2 separate regions of the Oryctolagus cuniculus genome follow, and region 1 is linked to region 2. Evidence: chromatin contacts called from public Hi-C data. All regions are on one chromosome and are shown on one strand. Each heading gives the region's core, a stretch centred on a gene start, on an enhancer-like site or on the middle of the called end of the contact. The rest is flanking DNA. Distances are from core to core; before and after follow the strand shown. Region 1 has its middle 4.2 kb from the start of RDH11. Region 2 has its middle 19 kb from the start of PLEK2.

What was found. Hi-C and Micro-C count contacts between places; a contact is called where the count stands out from the background.
Region 1: a contact with region 2 is called in a Hi-C map of an unstated tissue, with 4 times the contacts expected there. The contact joins two enhancer-like sites. A contact is called at or near these places in 2 of 6 Hi-C or Micro-C datasets (ear pinna and an unstated tissue).

What each region holds. Positions count from the first base shown.
Region 1 is chr20:13,587,363-13,594,560 of mOryCun1.1, reverse strand. No RefSeq gene overlaps it. Among named protein-coding and RNA genes, the nearest start is that of RDH11, 4.2 kb to the right of the region's middle. Within about 2 kb of position 1,685, at least 1 of the 8 cell types and tissues checked has an H3K27ac peak or open chromatin away from gene starts, as enhancers often do.
Region 2 is chr20:13,283,145-13,290,239 of mOryCun1.1, reverse strand. No RefSeq gene overlaps it. Among named protein-coding and RNA genes, the nearest start is that of PLEK2, 19 kb to the right of the region's middle. Within about 2 kb of position 5,394, at least 2 of the 8 cell types and tissues checked have an H3K27ac peak or open chromatin away from gene starts, as enhancers often do.

The DNA.
Region 1 (7,198 bases), core at 436-2,935, 310 kb before region 2:
TGAGGCCGGCCCCGCGGCTCAATAAGCTAATCCTCCGCCTGCAGCGCCGGCACACCAGGTTCTAGTCCCGATCGGGGCACCGGATTCTGTCCCAGTTGCCCCTCTTCCAGCCCAGCTCTCTGCTGTGGCCCGGGAGTGCAGTGGAGGATGGCCCAAGTGCTTGGGCCCTGCACCCCATGGGAGACCAGGAGAAGCACCTGATTCCTGACTTTGGATCAGTGCAGTGCGCCTGCCGCAGCGGCCATTGGGGGGTGAACCAACTGCAAAGGAAGACCTTTCTCTCTGTCTCTCTCACTGTCCACTCTGCCTGTCAAAAAATAAAATAAAATAAAAATAAAAGATTTATTTGAGAGTCAGAGTTAGAGAGAGAGAGAGAGAGATCTTCTATCCATGGGATCATTCCCCTGATGGCTCGCAAGGAGCTTCAGCCAGGTCTCCCATGTGGGTAGCAGGAGCCCAGGCACTTGGGCCATCTTCTGCTGTTTTTCCCAGGCCATTTGCTGAGAGCTGGATTAGAATTGGAGCAGACAGGATATGAACCAGTGCCCACAGGGGATGCAGGCATTGCAGGTGGTGGTTTAACCTTGCTACACCACAATGCCAGCAAGCTAATTGTTAAGTTGATGGTTTTGTTTGGCCTGCAAATTACATTATAAACATCCAAATGGCCCTTGGCAGAAAAAATGTTGCCCAACCTTGCCATTCTTGTCAATCAATACATGATGTGGTCAGTCTTTTTCATTTTGGCAGTTCTTGTGGGTGTGCAGGGATATCTTCCTGTGGTTTTAATTTGAATTTTTCTAATGACTGATGGTATTGATCATAATTGTTTTCATATACCTATTCATCATCCATCTAGCATGCGCAAGACATCCGTTCAAATCACTTGACCAATTAAAAAATTGGGTTGTTTAAATCTCAGTGATGACTGGGGCTGGCACTGTGGCGTAGTGGGCTAAGTCACTACCTGCAGTGTGTCAGCATTCCACGTGGGCACCTGTTTGAGTTCCAGCTGCTCTACTTCCAATCCAGCTTCCCGCTAATGTGCCTGGGAAAGCAGCAGAAGATGGCCCAAGGCCATGGGCCCCTGCACCCATATGGGAGACCCGGAAGAAGCTCCTGGCTCCTGGCTTCGGATCCGTGCAGCTCCAGCCATTGTGACCATCTGGGGAGTGAACCATCGGATGGAAAACCTCTGTCTCTACCTCTCTTCTCTCTGTGTAACTCTTTCAAATAAATAAATAAATATTTTTAAAAAATAAAACCAGATTATTTATTTTCTTAACCCCAAGTTTGGAGAGTTTTTAACATATATTTTGAGTACAAGCTCTTCTCAGATACATGATTTTCAAATATTTTCTACTAGTCCGGTTTCTTTCCACTACATTCTGAAGAGCAGAACTTACTAATTTTACACTCTAGCTTATTGATATTCTCCTCTGCAGGCTCTTATTTTTGCATTGTAAGTACCTACTTTCTTGAGATAGTTTTTAAATGCACTGTATTGCACCACATTCTCCAGTTTGCCTAATGTGCCTCTCAATTCCAAGTCGTCTTTCTTGTCCGTAGATGGACACCTGGCGCAATGCTAAACTTTGTCAATAGATGGCGCTGGAGAGACACGACAGGAGAGTCTGCTCTATTCGGTTCTATTCCGGATTCTGCTCACCAGCGGAGCAGGCTACCGCGGATCCTCAGCTTCCGCTGCAAGCTGGGCTTCCCCACCACTAGGTTCCTGCAGTGCACAGAGCTTCTCCAATGCCTGGCTCCGTTCGCGAGCAGCTTCCCCGATACTGATTTTCAATGGCAGGGTCTCTAGTGAGACGGCCTCTCCCTGTAGCAGCCTCCTCTGCCACCCTAACCATGGGTTTCCAGCAAGTTCCACCGAGGCAGGTCACAACTACTGCACAACTGACGCTGAGGGCCTCATCCTTGTGCCCTCTCCAGCAAGAGCTGGCCTCAGCAAGACGTGCAAGGAGTCTTCCTTGGGAGCTCTGCCAAGTTCCAGATGGAGGTTCATATATATATATATACACACATATACATATATAATTCTATTCTGTTCTGTTCTATTCTATTCTATTCTATTAATAGGCTATTGTGTTGTTCTTTTGTTTGTTTGTTTTTTTTTACAGGCAGAGTGGATAGTGAGAGAGAGAGAGACAGAGAGAAAGGTCTTCCTTTGCCGTTGGTTCACCTTCCAATGGCCGCCTTGGCTGGTGCGCCGCGCTGATCCGATGGCAGGAGCCAGGTGCTTCTCCTGGTCTCCCATGGGGTGCAGGGCCCAAGCACTTGGGCCATCCTCCACTGCACTCCCTGGCCACAGCAGAGAGCTGGCCTGGAAGAGGGGCAACCGGGACAGAATCCGGCGCCCCGACCGGGACTAGAACCTGGTGTGCCAGCGCCGCAAGGCGGAGGATTAGCCTAGTGAGCTGCGGCGCCAGCTGGTTGTTCTTTTTAAAAACCTGTTGCTGTCATCTTTCCTTATTTGTTTTTATTTGAAAAGCAGAGAGAGAGAGAGAGAGAGAGAGAGAGAGAGAGAGATCTTCCATCTCCTAGTTCATTCCCCAAATGGCCACAACAACAACCCAGGTTGGGCTAGGCCAAATCTGGAAGTGAGGAACCCCATCTGGGTCTCCCACATGGGTACAGGGAGCCAGGTACTTGAACTGTCACTGCTACCTCCCAGGATGTGCATAAACAGGAAGCTGGAACAGCCAGGACTTGAACCCAGGCACTCTGATATAGGATCAGGCGTCTCGAGAGGCATGTTAATCATACCCCAAGCACTCCACCTCTGTCTGCTCCTTTATCTTCTTTAGCGTTCTCTTTTCTCTTTCCTAGCCCACAGGTTGATAAACCGTGGCCCACGGGCCAGATCCTGCCCTCTGCCTGTTTTCCTAAATAAAGTTTTATTGGAACCCAACCACACTCATTTGCTTATATTTCACCTCTGGAGGCTTCCATGCTATGAGCGCAGAGCTGAGTCATTGTAACAGAAACATATGACCCCCAAAGCCAAAGATACTTATTATTCTTTACAGAAGAAGTTTAGCAATTCCTGTGTGAGCGGCCCCTCATGAGGACAACACCCCGTGTTAATTAGTAGTTCTTTATATTAAATCTTCCCTATTCAGATTACTGTGAGGTCTCTCTCCTGAGGTGAACAGAGTCAGGTTCATCCCGACCCCCTATGGCCCCTTTTTCGCAGTCCATTTTCAGGTCCTCCTTCTTCTATTTTTTTTTTTTTTTTTGACAGGCAGAGTGGACAGTGAGAGAGAGAGAGACAGAGAGAAAGGTCTTCCTTTGCCGTTGGTTCACCCTCCAATGGCCCCTGCAGCTGGCGCACTGTGGCCGGCGCACCGCGCTGATCCGAAGGCAGGAGTCAGGTGCTTCTCCTGGTCTCCCATGGGGTGCAGGACCCAAGCACCTGGGCCATCCTCCACTGCACTCCCAGGCCACATCAGAGAGCTGGCCTGGAAGAGGGGCAACCGGGACAGAATCCGGTGCCCCGACCGGGACTAGAACCTGGTGTGCTGGCGCCGCTAGGCAGAGGATTAGCCTAGTGAGCCACAGCGCCGGCCTCTTCTGCCTATTTTACAGCATCAGTCCTCCTCAGACTCTTCCCTTTGCTTTCTGGAATGGTCTCTCTAAGCATCTACTTATCAGTGTTCAACTACTGGGCTTAACCAATGGCTTTTTGTTCTGTGGATAACTCCAATGTGTCAATAAACCACCTGAAATCACATACAAAGTTCCTGTAGAGAAGCAAATGTGCATGTTTTGGAATAAGGTATTTTGCTTCATTGTTTTAACGATTTTTATTTATTTGAAAGTCAGAGTTACAAAGAGAGAGACAGAGATCTTCCATCCACTGGTTCACACTCCCCAAATGGCTGCAACAGTCTGGGCGGGAAACCAGGAGCCAAGAGTTTCATCTGGGTCTCCCCCACAGGTGCAGAGGCCCAAGCACTTGGGTCATCTTCAGCTGCTTTCCCAGGCACATTAGCAGGGAGCTGGATTGGAAATGGAAAAATTGGGGGCTGGCGCCGCGGCTCACAAGGCTAATCCCCCCGCCTTGCGGCACCAGCATACCTTCTGCATACCCTAACCCTAACCCTAACCCTAACCCTAATCCTAATCCTAACCCTAACCCTAACCCTAGGGACAGCATCGGGGCGCCGGATGCTGTCCCGGTTGCCCCTCTTCCAGGCCAGCTCTCTGCTGTGGCCCGGGAGTGCAGTGGAGGATGGCCCAGGTGCTTGGGCCCTGCACCCCATGGGAGACCAGGATAAGTACCTGGCTCCTGCCATCGGATCAGCGCGGTGCACCAGCCGCAGCGCGCCAGCCGTGGCAGCCCTTGGAGGGTGAACCAACGGCAAAGGAAGACCTTTCTCTCTGTCTCTCTCTCTCACTGTCCACTCTGCCTGTCAAAAATAAAAATAAAAAAAAAAATTGGGATTTGAAGCAACGCCCATATGGGATGCCACGTCAGAGGTGGGTCCCTGCTTCATCTCTCTCTCTCTCTCTCTCTCTCTTTTTTTTAAGAATCATTTTTTATTTATTTGAAAGGCAGAGAGAGGTCTTCCATCTACTGGTTCACTCTCCAAATGGCCACAAGGGCCAGGTCTGGGCCTGATCAAAGTCAGGAGCCTGGAGCTTCTTCCAGGTCTCCCCCATGGGTGCAGGAGCCCAAGGACTTGGGTCATCTTCTGCTGCTTTCCCAGGTGCATTAACAGGGAACTGGATCGGAAGTAGCAGCTGGGTCTTGAATCAATGCCCATATGAAATGCTGGTGTCGCAGATGGAGGCTTAACCTACTACACCACAAAGCCAGCCCCTACTACATCTTTCTTTTTTTTTTTTTTCTAGGATTTATTTATTTATTTGAAAGTCATAGTTACACAGAGAGAAAAGGAGAGGCAAAGAGGGAGAGAGAGAGAGAATGAGAGAGGCCTTTCATCCATTGGTTCCCTCCCCAATTGGCTGCAATGGCTGGAGCTGTGCAGATCCGAAGCTAGGAGCCAGGAGCTTCTTCCAGGTCTCCCACACAGGTGCAAGGGCCCTGGGACTTGAGCCATCCTCCACTGCTTTCTCAGGCCATAGCAGAGAGCTGGATCAGAAGTGGAGCAGCCAGGACTCGAACCAGTGTCCATATGGGATGTCAGCACTGCAGGTGGCAGCTTTACTTGCTACGCCACAGTGCCAGCACCTACTTCATCTAAAATATATATATATATATATATATATTGTATTAGAAAGCCAGAAAGAGGGGCCGGCGCCGTGGCTCACTTTGTTAATCCTCCACCTGCTGCACCAGCATCCCATATGGGTGCTGGGTTCTAGTCCCAGTTGCTCCTCTTCCAGTCCAGCCCTCTGCTGTGGCCCGGGAAGGCAGTGGAGGTTGGCCCAAGTGCTTGGGCCCCTGTACCCGCTTGGGAGACCGGGAAGAAACACCTGGCTCCTGGCTTTGGATTGGCGAAGCGCCAGCCGTGGCGGTCATTTCGGGGGTGAACCAACGGAAGGAAGACCTCTCTCTCTGTCTCTCTCTCACACTGTGTGTAACTCTGTCAAATAAATAAACAACATCAAAAAAATCTTTTAAAAAAAAGTCAGAAAGAGAGGGAGAGAGAGAAACCGATTGACAAACACCCAGCTCCCCGTGTGTTGGTTTACTCCCTAAATGCCTACAATGGCCAGGACTGGGTAAAGTCTGAGACTAGGAGCCAGGAATGCACTGCAGGTCTCCTACAGGGCTGCAGGAACCCACTTGGGCCATCACTGCTGCCTCCCAGGGTCCACATTAGCAGTTAGGAATCAAACAAGGCACTCTGATGTGGGACATGGGTGTCCCAATCACTAGGTTAAATGCCTTCTCCCTACGGCTTCATCCTTTGGCAATATGGCTTAGTAGTTAGGGCACAGACCCTGGTGACAGACAACCTGCCTAAGTCTGCCATTGTGACTGGACTAACTTGCTTAAGCTCACTGTGCCTAATAAAACAAGGGAAAAGCAGAATGCCTTCTTCACCCCACTGTCATGGTGATAAAGCGAGTTAAAATATGTAAAGCACTTGAACAGGATCTGGCACATAAAAAGCATTATACAGGGGTTGGTATCGTTACCATCTCTGGCTCTCACTCTTGCCCTTAGATCCCAGCTGGACCAACAGTACCTGTTGCTCTACCAAACCTGCCCTCTCTGACTGCGCCCTCAAGGGGCTCTTTGCTCGGAGCACTCTTGCCTTGTGCGTTCCTTGTCCACTAATTTCTGAGCTTGCCCCTGGCCTCAGCTCAAATGCTGTTTTCTCTAAGAAGCCTATCCTGAACTCTGGACCGGGAGAGCCCTGCTGTAACTGCCAAAGCTTTCTGTTGCCCCTCTTTTTTTTTTTTTTGACAGACAGAGTTAGACAGTGAGAGAGAGAAAGAGAGTCAGAAAGGTCTTCCTTTCTGTTGGTTCACCCCCCAAATGGCTGCTACGGCCGGCGCGCTGCACCGATCTGAAGCCAGGAGCCAGGTGCTTTCTCCTGGTCTCCCATGCGGGTGCAGGGCCCAACCATCTGGGCCATCCTCCATTGCCTTCCTGGGCCACAGCAGAGAGCTGGACTGGAAGAGAAGCAACCCAGACAGAATCCGGCGCCCCAACCGGAACTAGAACCCTGAGTGCCGGTGCCGCAGGTGGAGGATTAGCCAAGTGCGCCGGCCTCTGTTGCCCCTCTTCATCATGATTACAGTGGTCTCTCATCTAAGATTTTCCCTGAGAGTCCAGAAGCTCTGGGGGGTGCAGAGGTAGTGTCCGCCTGGCTCCATACTGGACCCCAGAACTAGCACAGAGCCCAGTATACCATAGTAAAAGCAGAAACACTAGTCACACAACTAAGGAGAAAAACAGATGAAAGATGCTTATAAAGTTGTAAAATCCTGGAGCTGGTGCCATGGGGTAGCAGGTAAAGCCGCCGCCTACAGCACAGCCGTTCCATGTGGGCATCGGCTCGAGTCCCAGCTGCTCCACTTCCAATCCAGCTCCCTGATAATGTGCCTGGGAAAGCAGTGGAAGATGAAAACCCCTGCACCCACGTGGGAGACCCAGGAGAAGCTCCTGGCTTCTGGCTTCGGATCAGCCCAGCTCCAGCCATTGCAGCCATCTGGGGAGCGAACCAGTGGATGAAGACTTCTGTCTCTGCTTCTCCTTCTTTGT
Region 2 (7,095 bases), core at 4,145-6,644:
CCAGTCTGGGACTCCCGCACAGCGTAGCCACCACCTGCTGTCTCCCAGGATCTGCGTGAGCAGAAACAGACCCGGCCGGAACCCAGGCACACCAATACGGACTGGCAGCATCTTAAGCAGTGGCTTACCCACACGACAGATACCTTCCCTGTCCCTGTTTTCTCTAGCCACTTCCCTAGAAGTGTGATTATGGAATCAAAGGATGAGGCCGGTGCTGCGGCTCCCTTGGCTAACCCTCTACCTGCGGCGCTGGCATCCCAGGTTCTAGTCCTGGTCGGGGCGCCGGATTCTGTCCCGGTTGCTCCTCTTCCAGGCCAGCTCTCTCCTGTGGCCCGGGAAGGCAGTGGAGGATGGCCCAAGTGCTTGGGCCCTGCACCCCATGGGAGACCAGGAGGAAGCACCTGGCTCCTGGCTTAGGATCGGCAGCCATTTGGGGGGTGAACCAACGGAAGGAAGACCTTTCTCTCTGTCCCTCTCTCACTAACTCTGCCTGTCAAAAAACAAAACAAAACAAAACAAAACAAAACAAAACAAAAAAAGGAATCAAAGGACAGGAACTGTTTTGTACATTTCACCAAATCAGTATCCAGGGAATCTGAACAATCACATGTTAGGTTTTACCATCTCAGTTGATTTTTACAACAACATAAAAGCTGTTTAAACTGCAAGTTCAAGATTTACAGTGGTACTGTTCATCTTTCTATGTAAAGATTGGTGTGCAAGCTGCGTGTTTCCTTTGACTACTTATTAAAGGGAGCAGGAGACTGGTCTTTTATACTTGGATCTGTTCTTTAGCTATTTTGTACAGAAAGCTTGATCTGTCACATACATTTCTTCCTTCTTGGGTTTTTCTTTTCTCACTCTCTTTGCTTCGTGGTTTTCATTTTTTGTGTTTGCTTTATTACATTCTGTGGCACAAAGGCTTTTAAAAACACATTTGGATCCCTCCATCCTGTCTCTGGTATCTATTTCATCAATAGTCAGAATGCTTTCTGCTCATCACAGCTGAAGCACATTTGCTTTTCCATTTCTTTCTCTGGCTTTTTGTGATCCACTGGAAATGTACTGAGGTGCATGGTGTGAATAAATAAATAAATAAAGTAATTCTAATCCATGCTGACATCCTACATTTAGATGACAGTTCCTCATTGCGTTGCTGTTCACTCATCTTCTATCAAGCCCTTAAATCACTTTTCTGTAGTCTATTCCAGTCCCTTGACCCATCTTGTCCTTACCCCAATGATGACCAATCACTTTAAATTGACCACCTAGTTTCTCTTTCCTTGTCAAAATTTGTTGATGCCTTGTCCACTCTCTCTCCAGATGAATTTTATGATATATTTGCTAAATTCTATCATGTATCAGCCCCAGTCTTGCAATCCTGCTTTTTGCTAATGCATCAAGGAAGTAGCAGATGATGGCCCAAGTACCTGCGTTCATGCCACCCATGTGGGAGACCCACATGGAGTTCCTGGCTCCTGGCTTTGTCCTGGCCCGGCCCTAGCAGTTATGGGAATTTGGGGAACCAGCTGGGGAAGAAAACCAGCACTCTGCCACTCCGCTTTTAAATAAATAAGAGAGGGGCCAGCACTGTGGTGCAGCGGGTTAACGCCCTGGCCTGAAGCACCGGCATCCTGTATGAGTGCCGGTTCAAGACCTGGCTCTCTGCTATGGCCTGGGAAAGCAGTAGAAGATGGTCCAAGTCCTTGGGCCCCTGCAGCTGCGTGGGAGACCCAGAGGAAGCTGCTGGCTCCTGGCTTCAGACAGGCAAAGAGCAGCTCTGGCTGTTCCGGCCATCTGGGGAGTGAATCAGAGAATGGAAGACCTCTCTCTCTCTCTCTGCCTCTCCTCTCTCTGTGTAACTCTGACTTTCAAATAAAATAAATAAATATTAAAAAAATAAATAAGTAAGAGAAAGGGAGAGACTCAGAGAGAGAGAGAGAGAGAATCTTCCATCTGCTGGTTTACTCCCCAGATGGCCACAATGGCCAGCTCTGAGCCGGGCCAAAGCTAGGAGGCACGGGCTTCATCCAGGTCTCCCAGATGGGTTGCTGGGCCCCAAACCCTTGGGCCGTCTTCTGCTGCTTTTCCCAGGCCACTACTGGGGAGCTGGATGAGAAAGGGAGCAGCTGGGACATGAACCGGAGCCCATATGGATGCTGGTGTTGCAGGCAGCAGCTTTACCAGCTACACCACAATGCCAGCCCCAATAAAGTCTTTTTAAAAAATAGAGCCAGAGAGTCATCAGACACAGAGCTGGAGAACTACGTGATGGTCGGGCAGGAACCCGGTGATGCACCTGGAAACCCAGGAACGCCAAGGGCCGTCAGCAGCCTCCTTGTGGCCAAGAGGCCCGGAGAGTCTGCATCATAGCCTGCAGAAGGAAACACTGTGCTGACACCTTGATTTCAGACTTCTGGCTCCTGAACTGCAAGAATAAACGTCTGGAGATTGAAGTCACCAAATTGGTGGTGATTTGTCAAGCTGGCTTTAAATATCCAGTCCACCTGGGAGCCCCGGTCTGGCCGGAAAGCTCCCCGCTGTGGTTTTTAACTGTAGGATTATCTAAAACCCAGAGGAGAGGTGTCCTCGGGAGCCTGCCCCCGGCAGAGAGTGAACAGCTCACTCCGGAATGTAAACACTCAAGATGTGATGAGATTTTTCCTGTTTCCTGGCCGACCGCAAGTCTCTTTGTAGAAGGCGAACTATTTATGGCACATTGCAGGTTCTAAGCACCCAGGGCTCTTTTCTTTCTCCAAGGCAGGCAGGGACGCGGGATTCAAAGCCTTTAGAAGCTGGGCTGTGACCACTGGGCTCTGACCCTTGTGCAGCCTAACTCGGGGCAGATCCTGTAACCTCCTGGAGCTGGGCTCCCCTCTGTAAATGGGCACACGAGTCATTTATGCGCAACACATCTTAGGGAGCTGTTGCTGGGACCTGATGACATGATTATGGGGAAATGTTTCAACTGTAAAACACTGAGCAGATGTTACAATCAATAGTGGTTTCCTGTGAGCAGGAAGAACAGGGTGAAAGGGTAGGAGGGACACACACTTCCCACAGAATATTCCTCATTGTCCCATGTGTTAGTTCCACATCCAAGGCGACTTCAAAAAGTTTGTAGAAAATGGAATTACAAGATAAGCTTATCTTGGCACCAAAAAAAAATTTTTTTTTTTAAATCCACACGTGGTTTTTTTTATAACACAAGTTTTCCATGAGCTTTTTGAAGACTCCATACACACGAGCTTTTTGAAGTACTCTCCTGCTGAAACAATACGTTGGGCGAGCACTTGACCTAGCTAAGACACTTTGTCCCACACCAGGGTCCCTGGGTTTGAAGCCCACCTCCATCTCCTGACTTCAGCTCCCTGCTAAGGCAGACCCTGGGAGGCAGCGGTGACAGCTCAAGGACCTGGGCTCCTGCCACCCATGTGGGACACCAGGATTGAATTCTGTAGTTCCCTGCTTCAGCCTCCCACGTTCACTGCCAAGATTCTGCTCTTCAAGTTCTGTCACCACCTTCACCTCCTCTGGGTCTCGACCCCTCTGGACTGTCCACCCTGGTCCATAAGACTCTGCTCAGTTACCTCTCTGCCAGGAGAAAAAGGCGAGCCCTTCCTTTTTTTAAAATATTTATTTAATTATTTATTTGAGAGGCAGAGTTAGAGAGAGAGAGAGAGAGAGAGAGAGATGGAAGCTAGGGGTTAGGAGCCTCTTCTGGGTCTCCCATGTGGGTGCAGGAACCCAAGGATTTGGGCCATCTTTTGCTGCTTTCCCAGGCCATTAGCAGGGAGCTGGATTGGCAGAGGAGCAGTCCAGACATGAACCAGCGCCCATATGGGATGCCGTCACTGTAGACCGAGGCTAAACCTTCTACACCACAGTCCTCCCAGCCAACCTGCCTCCTTCCTTTTTTGGGGAGAGGGGGACTTCCAGCAAAGCCACTTGGCGCCCTTAGGGGAATCCTCACTCAGTTCTGTCATAGAGCCCCTCCCTGAGAGCCCGTGGGCACTCCGGGGAGCCAGGTGTGGGTCCAGCACACGATGCCCAGCCTTTCACTCCGTCCTTCCTGACCCGTAGGTACCCACCACGAATGTAACATCCGCCCACCGGGCCAGGAGGCTCCCTCTTTCACACCAAGTCTCTTTGTCTTCCCTGAGCCTGGATGCTGTTTCCTGTAACCTACACTTCCCTAGCCCCTGCTCTGTCTGGACAAACTCAGACTGTGTACAGGGTTCCTGTTTCATCCCAGGGGACCCTGGGTCTGTGTCATCCAAGGTGTACGCTTTTGTCCCGTGTAGGAGGGGGCTGCACTGTGTGACTGAGGCCTGTCTTCACGTGCCATTGTGTGTCTCAGCTCCCACCAAGCTACAACCAGGATCTCTTCTTACAAGAGTTTTTCAAGAGTGCTTGTGACTCACTTCTACAAAAGTTCACGGAGTGGGCGCGCATTAGGTGTGGTGGTTAATATGCTGCTTGGGACACCCACGTCCCATCTCAGCGTGCCTGGGTGTGAGTCCAGGCCCTGCCGCTTCAAATTCAGTCTCCCACTAATGCGTACACAAGGTAGCAGGGGCTTGGTGACCACAAGCGAGGCTCACACTGGGTTCTGGGCTCCTGGCTTTTGTCTAGCCCAGCCTTGGATGTTGAGATCTCTCTCTGTCTCTCAGCTTTTCAAATAAAGTGAAAAGGAATAAATACTTTTTTAAATTTAAAATGTAATTTTTAAAAAAGATTACTTATTTATTCACTTATTTGAAAGGCAGAGTGACAGAAAGAGGTGGGGGGAAGACAGAGAAAGAGAGAGAGAAAGAGAGAGAGAGGGGAGAGAGAGAGAGAGAGAGGGAGAGAGACTGTATGTCTTCCATACCCTAGTTCACTCAGCCCTCAGTGACTGGGGCTGAGCCAGGCAAAGCTAGAAATCTGGAATTCCATCGGGATCTTCCATGTGGGTGTCAGGTGCTCAAGGACTTGGGCCGTGCTTCCTAGGTGCACCAGTAGAGGGCTGGATTAGAGGCAGAGCAGCCAGCGATGCGGGGATCCCAAGGGGTCGCTTCCCTCACTGCACAACACCCACCCTAGAGAAGCTTCTTTTGGTGCAAAATTTCTGAAACTCAAGCCCAGTCTTTTTCATAATACACATTTCCCACAAACGTTTTGAAGGCCCCTCACAGACGTGGATTTCACACCTTCATCCTTAAGAGCCTCAGCTTTGATGGGTATCAAAGACAAACCTGGTTCAATGCCAGCTCCACAGGTTGCGAGCTGAGGGATCTTGAGTAAGCTGCTTAACCTCCAGGAGTCTCAGTTTGTTCACTGCTAAAATGAGGATAGCCACAGAGCCAGGTGACCGGGCTGTTAGAATCACTGAACGAGACAAGACACCAGGAAGGGCTCGATGCTGGTACTGGCAGTGAGTAAGCTCGCAATAAAAGTTGCTTCCATTGTTGTTATTGTTGACAGAATGATCCGGGTTTAGTCATGGCCTCAGACCCGCTGAACTTGATGAACCTGAACAAGTTGTTTCATCGCTCTGGGCTCTGCTCAGGCGCTTCTACTTGCCAACACTAGGATCATCAGCTGAGGTGACTTGCTGCCTACGGGGCCTGGGAAGAGAGGCTGTCAAAGCCCACCCAGCTCCTCAACAGCAAAGCCCATGCCTCTCCCTCTCTCTTTCTCTCTCTCCCTAGCAGACTCTCCTGCTGTTAACTAATTCAAAGAAAAAATTTTTGCACCAAAATAAACTTAACTTTTTGTTCTGTTTTCCTTGAGTTTTCCGAAATAACGCTCGTACTAACAGAACAAGGGACAGCCCTCAAACACAAGGTCGGAGGAGAGGCAGGACAGCCGGCTCATCTCCTTGAAGAGATGGTGGGGCCGACCCCGCGGTGCAGCGGGTTAAGCTGCCACCTGTGACTTCGGCATCCCATACAAGCACCAGTTCAAGTCCCAGCTACTCTGCTTCCAATCCAGCTCCCTGCTAACAGGCCTGGGAAAGCAGTAGAAGATGGCCCAAGTGCTTGGGCCCCAGCCACCCATGTGGGAGACTCTGATGGAGTTCCTGACTCCTGGCCATTTTGGGGGTGAACAAGAGGATGAAAAATCTCTTTCTCTCGCTTGTCTCTCTTTCTCTCTCTGTAACTCTGCTTTTGAAATAAATTACTTAATTAAAGAAACAAAAAGAGGTGGTGGGTGTACAGGCTGAGGATCTGTACTGCCGTGTGACCTTGCTCAAAGTACTTCACCTCTGTACATCTCAGAGGCCTCATTTTTTGGAACAGGAATAATAACAATAGCTCCCCCCAGTGGGTAGTGAAGAATAAATGTCCGTGAGTAGGAGGGGTGGCCAAAAAGCTCATGGAAAATGTGTTGTGTGAAAAAACTATGCATAGATTTCAAATTTTTGTACTAAAATATGCTTACATTATATATAGTGTGTGTATGTGTTATATATTATATGTAGTGTATGTATGTGTTTACATTATATATAGTATATGCATAGTGTTTATTTATTTATTTGAAAGAGAGACAGAGATGCTGGTTCATTTTCCGAATACCCACAGCAGCAAGACCTGGGCCAGACCAAAACTGGGCGCTCAGAACCCAGTCCAGGTCTCCCATGTGAGTGGCAGAGACCCAACTACTTGAGCCAGCATCTGCTGCCTCCTAGCAGGAAGCTAAGTGAGGCTGGGACTCAGACCCCGGCACTCCACCGTGGGGCACGTGGACATCCCACACAGTGTCTTTTTTTTTTTTTTTTTTTTTTTGACAGGCAGAGTGGACAGTGAGAGAGAGAGACAGAGAGAAAGGTCTTCCTTTACCGTTGGTTCACCCTCCAATGGCCGCCATGCTGATCCGAAGGCAGGAGCCAGGTGCTTCTCCTGGTCTCCCATGGGGTGCAGGGCCCAAGCACCTGGGCCATCTTCCACTGCACTCCCGGGCCACAGCAGAGAGCTGGCCTGGAAGAGGGGCAACCGGGACAGAATCCGGCGCCCCAACAGGGACTAGAACCCACCACAAGGTGGAGGATTAGCCTAGTGAGCCGCGGCGCCGGCCCCCACACAGTGTCTTACCCCTTCGTCCAAATACCTA